Regions from separate parts of the Mus musculus genome. Here regions 1 and 3 are each linked to region 2. A link is a contact called in public Hi-C data. All regions are on one chromosome and are shown on one strand. The core of a region is the stretch at or near the end of the contact, and the rest is flanking DNA. Distances in the headings are between cores, read along the strand shown. Region 1 overlaps Ntrk2 (neurotrophic tyrosine kinase, receptor, type 2). Region 2 has its middle 58 kb from the start of Gm34721. Region 3 overlaps Ntrk2 (neurotrophic tyrosine kinase, receptor, type 2).

Region 1 (3,288 bases), core at 205-2,704, 440 kb before region 2:
AGGGGCTGGTTATTTGAGGCTTTTGACCCTACAAGCTTTGGGAGCATTTGAAGTGTCTGGGTCCTCCCATTTCCTACATCTGCTTGCATCTCATTCAGTCTATTAAAAAACAAACAAACAAACAAACAAACAAAAAACAGCAACCAAAAGGTTGAAATAATCGAGTGTTAAGTCTGCAACATTGTAAAGCAACTTTATGCACTTCTACAAAGGTGTCTTTGTGTTTTGTTTCCATTTAAATGGGCTCCAGGCTTTCTGGCTTCCTTCTTAGTGCTGAGGGTTTCTTGATAAGGGAGGTAATTTAGGACAGGAGGTTTTTGAACCCTGCTTTCTCTCATCAGTGGTAGACGGATTCTAGGTCCAAATGCAGACGCAAAACACAGCTTTCAAAACACAGAAACTTTCAGTGAGAAAGATAAAGTCAAACAGACTTTTAGTTTAAAAGGTGAAGTTTTCACTAAAGCTTTCTTTGTCGTTAACATTTCAATATATTTTAAAGACAGACTTATCAGCCCCATCAAGGTAGGAAGAATGTATGCATCTTTCCAAGGCAATTATTCAGTTGACTGTGGGTGAGTTTTCATTGGATGTTCTAAGTAATATCAAGAGAGAAAATGGAACCATTTTCTTGAGTATTTTTGACAAGCGATACCTGTTGTTTCCCAGAAAGCTGTGGGAAAGAGATTCCCAGCTCGGATGGAGGGGAAAGGCTGTTTCATGGAGAGGGGAGCATAAAAGGAATCCATTAATGATTTAGAGGACTATTTAATTTCCCTGCCTCTGAAACAGACAAAGAGAGTTTGATCAATACTCTCAAGGTCACTCCTGGTATTTGCTAAGTCAGCCGGTCTTTTTAGGGCTTTGGAAACCTTGCCCTGCCTTAGTGCAGTGGGGTTTGTTTCAGTACAGGAGATGAGGGTTTGCCTGTGCTACAGCAGTGATGTTGAAGAAGGAGGTACAGTAGAGGGTCTGAAAGGAAGTCTACAGCAGTGTCAGAGTTTGCTTTAGAATCGGGGGAGAGATGCCAGCCTTATGGTTGCCAATCTTTTCTGATAAGGAGGTCATTACTAATAAACTGAACCCTGGCTGTAAGCTGGGTTGTGAAGAACATTAATCAATGTGTCCCATTGTCAATGACTGCTGTGTCCTCTTTAGCTCGATTCTCTTTTCCAATGTGGCATTGACCCCTTGGGACTTGTCTAAGTGCCCTGGTTGGTATTCTGCGAGTTGTCTTTGTATGTGTTGGCCAAAGTGAAGACTTTCAGTTACTGATGTCAGAGATGTGAGCTGTCACCTTTGCATTGACCCAAATGGATGTCATATTCTTTGGCACCTTTGAAAAGAGTGTTGATAATTGCACAATACAAATTCAGAGGTGGCCGAGAGATGAAAGAGGGCCTGTCCTATGACCTGCTCATCCCACTGAAGGGTGTGTTTGTTTTGATCATCTGGTTATTTGAGGACTTTGTCCAGAAGAGCCCTCTGAGCTTTGAGAGTGTTTTAACTGTCTGGGTCCTCGCATATCTTTACATTGGCCTGCATCTCAATCAGACTAAAAAGAAAAAGAAATGTTGAAATAACCAACTGTTATCTCTGCAACACTGTAAAGCGAGCCTTAGCTCCACGCAGAGTCAAAGGCTGACAGAACCCCACATTGATAACAGATGTTTGGCAACAGCTCCAGAGAGTCCTCTTGGATGTGGCCACACTAGGACAGATACTCTGAGAAGTTCCAGAGAGTGCATAGAGTTCTGGCCCATGTGCCAGGCACATACTTTCAAATGTTGTTTGCTGGTTGGTTGGTTGGCTAGTTTGTGTTAAGATAAGGGCTTGCTATGTAGCCCTGGTGTCTGGAACATGCTACATAGCCCAATCTGTCTCATAACTCAGAACCTTCCCGTCTCAAGCTACCAAATACTGGGATCTCAGGCATCACCACACCTGCCTCAGTTGTTTTCCTGAGTCTGGGAGCTACTTTATACAAACGGCATGGAATATTTGCTATTTGTTTAAAGAAAAAGTAAGTAGAGAAACTCTTTCTGACTGGATTTTGCAGTCTTGAAGGATTGCACCTCGGAGACTAGACACTCCCAACGTTGAGAGAAAGGCTTTTCTTAGCTCTGATTTGAAAGACATTGTCTAAAATTCAGCTCAAGCTTGAAAACTGTCTAGACTCATTCAACACCTGTAGCCACGGGACACAAGACAACCCAACAAGGCCTGCCTTCGTTTCCAACGGGAATAGATTTCTTCCAGACTTGCTGAGGAACAGGCAGGCTTTGAGGGGAAGTCTCTTTATCCCCAGCCTGGGAAGAAAACATATTTTTACCCCCAGTTCCCACCGTGGGATACAAAAGAGGAAATGCAATTGCTCGTTCATTTAGTATTGCTGACTTACCCTCCTGCAGCAATTCCACTGTGACACGTAGAGACTAGAGTTAATTATACCTGTTAAATGAGGCAAATCCTAATTTTCAGTAGATCATGACCCTTAAGACATAGAGGAAGAAAGACGAGTCACATTTTTTATTCTATTGACATTTGCTTAATAGGCTTTATACAAGCTTGGGTCCTTTACTACTGAGCTAGTGATAAAATGGGCTTTTCTCTGTTCATAAAATGCCAAATAAACTAAGAAGCACCAATGCCGTTAGCTTCCTGGTGTCCATTTCAGTTTAAGAAGAGGCATTTTGGTTTAAAAAGATCATGGGATTTCTCGATAGTCACTAACTTAGTAGAAGAAGGCGTGACCTTTAGTATCAAGGCCCTTTAGATCCCTGTCTTCACCTGCTTTTGTCCTTGGGCAACAAGGACACCCAGCAATGCTAGCAGCACGTACCGCTTTCTCAGTACCTATGCATTGGGAAATCTCTCTTCTTTTCCAAAGTTGAGTGATTCAGTCTTCCATGTGTGCTGACACATGTTAGCTTCTAAGAGCTGTGCAGATATGATCTCTCATGCTCCTTTCAACGGTCTCAAGGAAAGTATAATTACCACTTACAAGTAAGAGCAAGCTTTACACAAGGCTCAGAGAGTTGTCCAGTGTTTCAAATTAGAAATCTGTAGCTTGAGACCCAAATTTCCCTTGTGACCCAGATGTCTCTGGAAAAGAAAACACAACTCCCCCAAATCTCAGGAATGCCTTGTGACTTGACATGTCAACTATAAAGTATTTCCCTCAGTTCCTGCAGTGTATGAACACTCTATAAATCAGTAGCTGTTATCGTCACCACCAATATCATCATGCCATCAGCAGTGGCATTTGGGGGTCTACTTTAGCAAGTCTGT
Region 2 (3,431 bases), core at 796-3,295:
TTTTAGCAAGGGGCATCAATGGCAAAAGAAATAGAAGAAAGGTAGATCTTTTAGTGGGGAAATGGCATGCTAGTGGTCAGCTAAGACATGAAATAGCTCTTATTATCATATCTTTTAAACCATGTGTATATTCCATAATCAGAAAATTCACAGACTAATTTCTGTGTGCACAATGACATCTTCATATCTATTATCTGGACTTGGGAGTTCAAAATGGTAGAAAGCTTTGGAATGCTTCATGTGCAAACACTTTCCCTTCATGGTATCTGGCTGCAACAGTGGAGATAGTAAATGAGTTTTTAATAAATTATTTATTTTATGTGTATACATGTTTACCTGCATGTATATTTGTGCACCATGTGGGTACAGGGTGTGTGGAGGCTAGAAGAGGGTCTCAGATCCACTGGAATTAGATGGTTGTGAGCTGCCATGGTGGGAGGGTGCTGTGCACCAAATCCAGGTCCTCTGCAAGAACAGCCAATGCTCTTAATCACTGAGGAAAAACTTCAGCCGCCCCAAAAATGTTTGGAAGCTGGCTTCAGGACAGCGGCAGTGATCAGGAGTGCAGCTGAGTGAGATTTGTGTTTGCGCTGCTTTTGCAACAGACATCGAGAAGTAGGGAGGAGGGGGGAGAGGGAGGAGAGAGATGGGGGAGAGGGGAAAAGAAAGAAGGGGGAGAGGGAGGAGAGAAATGTGAAGAGAGGGAAGAGGGGGAAAAGGGAGGAGAGAGATGAGGAGGAGAAAGGGAAGTTGGGGGAGAAGGAAGAGAGAGATGAGGGGGAGAGGGGGAGAGAGGGAGAGGGAAGAGGGGGGAGAGAGGGGAGAGATATGGGAGAGAGAAGAGAGATATAAGGGGGAGATGGAAAAGAGAAGCAGGGAAGAGAGAAGAGGGAGGGAAGAGTGAAAGAGTGAAAGAGAGGGAGAGACAGAGAGAGAACTAGAGGAAGATAGAGAAGAGAAAGAGAATGTGTCCCTGTGTTGGAGAGAGAGATTATGTGGCTATGTTTGCATGTTTGTATGTCTATGTGTATATGAATGTGTGCGTGTTTCTGTCTGTGTACCTCTGTGTGACTATGTATACTTATCTTTGTGTCTGTGTGTATGTATGTGTATATGTGTGTGTGTCTGTAGCTGTATGCTTGTGTTTGTGTGTCTATGCATATATGTGTATGTGTGTGTGCGTACATGAATAGATGTATGCTTATGTGTGTATGGATGTGTATGTGTGTGTGGGTGGATATGCGTATGTCTATGCATGTATTTGCATATGTGAATGTGTGTGGATGGATGTGTGTGTGTGTGTAGATGGACTTTGGGGGGATGGATGTGAGTGTATGTGTGTGTATGGGTGTGTATGGATGTGTGTGTATATGAGGGGGTATGTGGGGGGTGTGTGGGGAGATATGTGTGGATGGATGCGTGTGTGTTTCTGTCTGTGTACCTCTGTATGACTGTGTATACTTATCTTTGTGTCTGTGTGTATGTATGTGTATATGTGTGTGTATGTGTGTGTAGCTGTTATGCCTGTGTTTGTGTGTCTATGCATGTATGTGTATGTGTGTGTATGGACATTAGGGGGATGGATGTAAGTGTGTGTGTGTGTGTGTGTATGAGTATGTGTGTGTGGGTGTGTGTGTGTATGTAGGGGGGTGTCTGGGGAGATATGTGTGGATGGATGGATGTGTTTTCCCTGACTTTAGAGTGAGTCTGTGTTTGTCATCTGTGTACAGTTCCGGGTGCATCTCATTCTGTCCCCTAATCTTCATGACATAAAACAGTTTCAGTGTGAGGACCTCAAACAACCTCTCCTGTGTCTTAAGAAAAGATCTCAAAGCAGACAGAGCACGGCACTGTGGGGTCTGCAGATGGCTCGTAAAACACAAAGCAGGTCACTAACATGTAGCCAGCAGCCAACAGAAAATCAGCTTGCGGTTGGATGTCTCCCAGCTCTTTAAGGAAACAGCAAGAGCCTCTATTGCTGCTCTCATTTCTTTATTGACTCCGTGGTGAGGAGTTAGAAAACCCTCAGTGTTTACTGCATCTATAAATGCTGGAATCAGCCCAGATAATGTAAAGGAAAGGAACGCCAAGCCCGGTTTCCTTTCATACTGCATGACACCATTCAAAGCTCTGTTCCACTGAATTTGAAAATTACTCTGTGGACAAAATTTATAGAGGGGATGGTTTGTTTCAGAGGAGGCTCAAAGGTCTTAAAGTAATCATGAGAGCATTGTGTTTTTTAAGTTTGAGTGTGTCTCTGTTTAAAATCTTGTAAACCGTGTTTTTCAGTCAAGTTTCCTTTATAAGACAAATGTTTTGCTGCTACAGCAAACCTCATCCCGGAATAATTCCTCTCAGGTTTGCACCAGGACGCAGCCTTGCAGAACAGAACCATCTGCACGCAGATGGAAGAGGACCGCTCTTGCCTCTCTCTACAAGGCGGCTCATGGTTCTTCCCTAAGGCAACGCCTCCTGTGGCTCCTTCAACCAGTCACTCTGTCATGGCGAGGTCCTCGCTCCCGGGCTCCGTTATTAGTCACATCCTAGGAGTCTTCATCTTTCCATAAAGTTCAATCTCCCCTAAGATGGCCTGTGCCCAACAGGCTCGGCCCAGCTTCAGGGTGGGAGTCACATTTCCTCCTCCTGAGCAGTAAATGTCTTTAGTTCCTTAAGTGGCTTTGGGGGCCGTTTCAATGTTAGGCTCCTATAGAACACCCACGTGGTAGCGCTCAACTAGGCACAACTCTTTTTCCAGTGGATCTGCTGCCCTCTTCTGGCCTCCTTAGGCACTGCATGCATGTGACGCACATACACATAAAAGAGCTAAATCTAAATAACAAAGCTCCTCACAGCATAGATTCCCAGAGTAAAGAGACACAGCCTTGAAGGAGGGGGCGGGGGGGGGGGGATCTTTGTCAGCTGCACAGAAGATAATCACATGTCCAGGGATTAATGCCCAATGGAAAGTGGAACTCAAAAAAAAAAAAAATCAATAATCCAGCCAATAAACCTGCAAATGAACTGAACTGACACTTTTCAAATGAAGCACTGATGGTCAATACATACACAGGAAAAAAAAAAAAACCTTTAATATTCTTATCCTTCTGGGAAGTGCGAATCAAAATTGTTTTGCTATTTGACTTCACTCTAGTCATAATGGCTATCGTTAAGAAAAATTAATAAATGTTGGCAAGAATATGGGGCAAAGTGGGCCCTTAAACATTGTTGCTTGGCTATGGAAGTTAGTACGGAGGCTACTCAAAAGAAAAAAATTAAAACAGTACTATGTCCCAGAGATACCACTTCTGGGTCCAAATTCCCAAGGAATCTAAGTCAGTTTACTATACTCCCTGCACACCCTCGTTTACTGCGCCCCTTTCTGAGATAGCCTCATACCTGCATACCAATGCTTACTGCGTGTGGTCCTGTTC
Region 3 (3,538 bases), core at 578-3,077, 410 kb before region 2:
GAATCCAGAGGCAGCTCGTGACTCACTTTTGTGCCTTTTTTCCCCTATAATATTCTGGGTTTTCAAGTCTCTTTTTTCACATTTCCTGTAAACAATGCATCTCTTTTTTTAAAAAAGATTTTACTTTTAAGTACTGTTTTAACAGTGTGGCTAGACTATAAATGTACTTGCTGAATTCATCCATTTCTTTAACAAGCCAATAAAGTTTTATGATTCATCTCCATGTGTCCTGTGTTCTCTGTAGATCACACCCCCTCTCCTACCCCCCCACGCATATGGCCCCTGTGTCATCGGTGGTCTGGGGGGCTGAGACATGTCAATAAGGAATTTTGGGGAGTCCTACCTACTGCGGGCGCTAGAACAAATCATGGCTTGGGGACAGCTTTGAGAGTTTCCATCAGTAAGAATCACACACACAAGAGGTATGGTTTATGATTCTTACATGAGAACTACTTCCATTAGTTAAAAGGTATTTGGTACAGAGTATATACCAGGAAGCTTTGTGGGTTTTTTTTTTTTTTGTTTGTTTGTTTGTTTTTTGTTTTGTTTTGGTTTTTTACCAACTAAACTTTTATATTCTTTACAAAATACTTTTGATGTTTTACCCCAGCAAGAGGGCACACAATGTCCTGTCAGTTCATTCACTAAGCAACTAAGCAACTCATGTCAGAGACAGAGAGCAGCTTTTATGGTCCAGGATAGAGATCTCAAGGACAGCAGTACCTGGAGAGACATGACCAGTTATGGCGGCAGACTGCTCATATGTCACGTCCCCTTAGTCTCCATTACAGGCTCTTCAGACTTTCCTTCCGCATGTCCCACTTTGGCTACAGGCCAAAAAATAAGATTTAAACAACTGCATCTTGGATTTATTTGAGCCCATGACCACCTTCTGGGCACCCTGAAGGGGTTATTGTTACTGCATGAGTGGTGGTTAACTTGGGGTAAATTCACCTTACAATCAAAAGGGAGTCTACCCAGGACTTAAAGGATGCTGATGGTAGTTAAGGGGTATTGATTTTGCAAATATGTGCCAAACGGTCTTCCACAGGCTACCCAGGGCTCCTCACAGCTCTACAGAGCTTACCCAACAGTACAGTTTCCGTAGTTTAACGTGCTCACCCCTTCTGGCCCTGGCCATCGAGCAGAGATTATTCTTGACCACGGTGAATTGTCAGGTTAACCAGTCACTGAGAAGGCGTCTGCTCCCAGTCTCAGGAAGCCCTTGCAGATCTCGGCACATGAGTGTGGGGCCTGGTGGTAACACCAGCACCTGATTTTCACCTTTTACCTTATGAGGCAGGTTGGGTCAGGAGGTTTCGGTGCGAAGCATGAGAACCCAGACCGTGTTTGCAACTGGCCATGGCAGATTTGTACTTTTGACCGATGTCATCGAGTGCCTTTGCTCATGTCCCCTGATTTCCAGCCCTCCGCATCCCCCTGGGGTTGTTTCACTATCTAATGAGTGATTCTTTTAAAAAAAAAAGATTTATTTATTATTTGTAAGTACACTGTAGCTGTCTTCAGACACACCAGAAGAGGGCATCAGATCTCATTACAGATGGCTGTGAGCCACCATGTGGTTGCTGGGATTTGAACTCAGGACCTCCGGAAGAGCAGTTAGTGTGTTCTTAACCGCTGAGCCATCTTGCCAGCCTAATGAGGGATCCTAAGAGAGATTAGCACAGCAGGGCTGGGGCGTGGCAGGACGGGTTGGTAGAGGACATATCATATCCAGCTACCTCCATGCACAGAATCTAGACAGCAGAACAAAGTGTCACAAAGGCCTGACTTGGCTTTGGCCTCTGCAGCACAAAGACACAGAGCAGCCTCCACACATGGAGTCCTCTCTGCACCCCCTTCTGGCAGCCCAGGACTGGGAGAGACTGCCAAGGGCATATGCTAATTTTCCAGTCATTTGGTCAAGTCCATCTCACATGCCACAAGATCTCAGAGCCTGTGTTTACTGAATTAAAATCTCTGCCCAACCACAGACTAACGAGCAGTAAGCTTTCCCCCTTCCTTCTGATAGTTTTATTACGTTTCCAAGGAGGGACGGAGAAACAACTCCTATGTTTATTTTCCACCCTTTTATCTCTTTTTAATAATCCCCATCAAACTGTAATCAGTTCTGAAGCACTGTTAAACAAAAATGTAGGCTGTGCCGTTTGCTGTGGTGAATAGAATCTGTTCTCAGGTAAGTTTGCACAGCTTCAGCCAATGCTCCAGTGTCAGGGGGTAAACTCCCTTCTGCCTTCCCACGGAGACCAAAACGCAGCCTCCTAAGATGCTTCAGGCTTTTCAAGAAAGACTCCCTAAGTGAGTGTTTATTTTGTACTGATGTTGGGGTCCTTGATTTGGGGCAGTCCCATTGCCTCTCCATCATGTGTCCAAGGCCATGACTGAGTGTGTTAATTCCCCATCAGCCACGTGTGGCCCTCCCAGGTCTGAGTAGAGAAGGCGGCTGGACACGCCTTTCGAATTCTGTGTGTGGAAGAATCAATCACTCTACCAGGAGCAATCTAGAGGCCTGTTGGGGTTGCTCTATTGCTCCAGCCTTTCCTGGGCTTGGGTCTTCTAGTGTTCAGTCATCGCTAGAGATCGTTCTCCATGTCACCTCCTTGTCCCCTAGAACACACACTGAGTTCTTCCTTGGATTGTTACATCGAGGCCATTCAAGACCTAGGGTATTTTGCTGTGTCAAAATCAGGCAAGACACTGAGCTCAGCTCTGGGTGACACCAGAGTCCACCAAGCAGGTGTCACCCTTGTCCTCGGGGGTGACAGTCTGTGTGATGCTTATAATCTGCCGCTTTGGTTTCTATAATTTGGGAACTTGTTAGGGCCCAGGTGAGACTGTCTGTAGTCTGTGAGGCCCCACCCTCTCTCAGAGAGCATCCTTTGGTGGCTAAGTCCATCTTACTTATGTATAACCTGATGGGAGGTGCCTCTACCCGCTTAGCTTATTCCCTCCCCACACCTTTATCTTCCTTAGGAGCTATTTTGCTCTATTTAGCTCTCATTCTGTTTCTGAACAGCACTCATATCCTAAATAAGCTTCTTCATCTTTTCTTTAATTTTTTATGCTTTAAAACTTTTACATTGGTTGGACGGAATCATGGGTGGTGGTGGTCTGTGTATGAGGGGGAAAAAAGAGAGAAATTAAGTGTTGATGAGAGAACGGTAGTACACACATGCAAAGATGCACACACTTGCATACACACATGTACATACACGCGGCTCTGCATACTTTCAGTCTTCTTTGACTACGATGGATTTAATAACAGTGCATAGATCATTCCACCTAATTATCTTTACAGTCTTACTGCTTGTAAAACTCCCAGATGGTTAAAAATAAATAAATAAAAACCTTCCCATGATATATATATATATATATATATATATATATATATATATATATATTACTTTTTGTTTTTACTTTCTTATAAATAGCAAGAGATTTCGCTGAGAAGAAAATATTATAAATCCCACAAGGTTGGTGTTCTGTTCTGGGTTCCAAAATGTAGAGATTGAGTGGA

What was found. Hi-C and Micro-C count contacts between places; a contact is called where the count stands out from the background.
Region 1: a contact with region 2 is called in a Hi-C map of uterus. The contact joins two enhancer-like sites. A contact is called at or near these places in 1 of 484 Hi-C or Micro-C datasets (uterus) and 1 of 9 other capture datasets (embryonic stem cells).
Region 3: a contact with region 2 is called in a Hi-C map of uterus, with 2.2 times the contacts expected there. The contact joins two enhancer-like sites. A contact is called at or near these places in 1 of 484 Hi-C or Micro-C datasets (uterus) and 1 of 9 other capture datasets (embryonic stem cells).

The regions. Positions count from the first base shown.
Region 1 is chr13:58,912,952-58,916,239 of GRCm38.p6, forward strand. All of the region lies in intron 12 of Ntrk2 (neurotrophic tyrosine kinase, receptor, type 2), which reads left to right. Among named protein-coding and RNA genes, the nearest start is that of Ntrk2, 110 kb to the left of the region's middle. Within about 2 kb of position 1,455, at least 11 of the 459 cell types and tissues checked have an H3K27ac peak or open chromatin away from gene starts, as enhancers often do. A contact at or near this core is called in uterus, where this site is marked.
Region 2 is chr13:59,348,901-59,352,331 of GRCm38.p6, forward strand. No RefSeq gene overlaps it. Among named protein-coding and RNA genes, the nearest start is that of Gm34721, 58 kb to the right of the region's middle. Within about 2 kb of position 2,046, at least 10 of the 459 cell types and tissues checked have an H3K27ac peak or open chromatin away from gene starts, as enhancers often do. A contact at or near this core is called in uterus, where this site is marked.
Region 3 is chr13:58,936,809-58,940,346 of GRCm38.p6, forward strand. The region is part of intron 12 of Ntrk2 (neurotrophic tyrosine kinase, receptor, type 2); the gene reads left to right. Among named protein-coding and RNA genes, the nearest start is that of Ntrk2, 130 kb to the left of the region's middle. Within about 2 kb of position 1,828, at least 12 of the 459 cell types and tissues checked have an H3K27ac peak or open chromatin away from gene starts, as enhancers often do. A contact at or near this core is called in uterus, where this site is marked.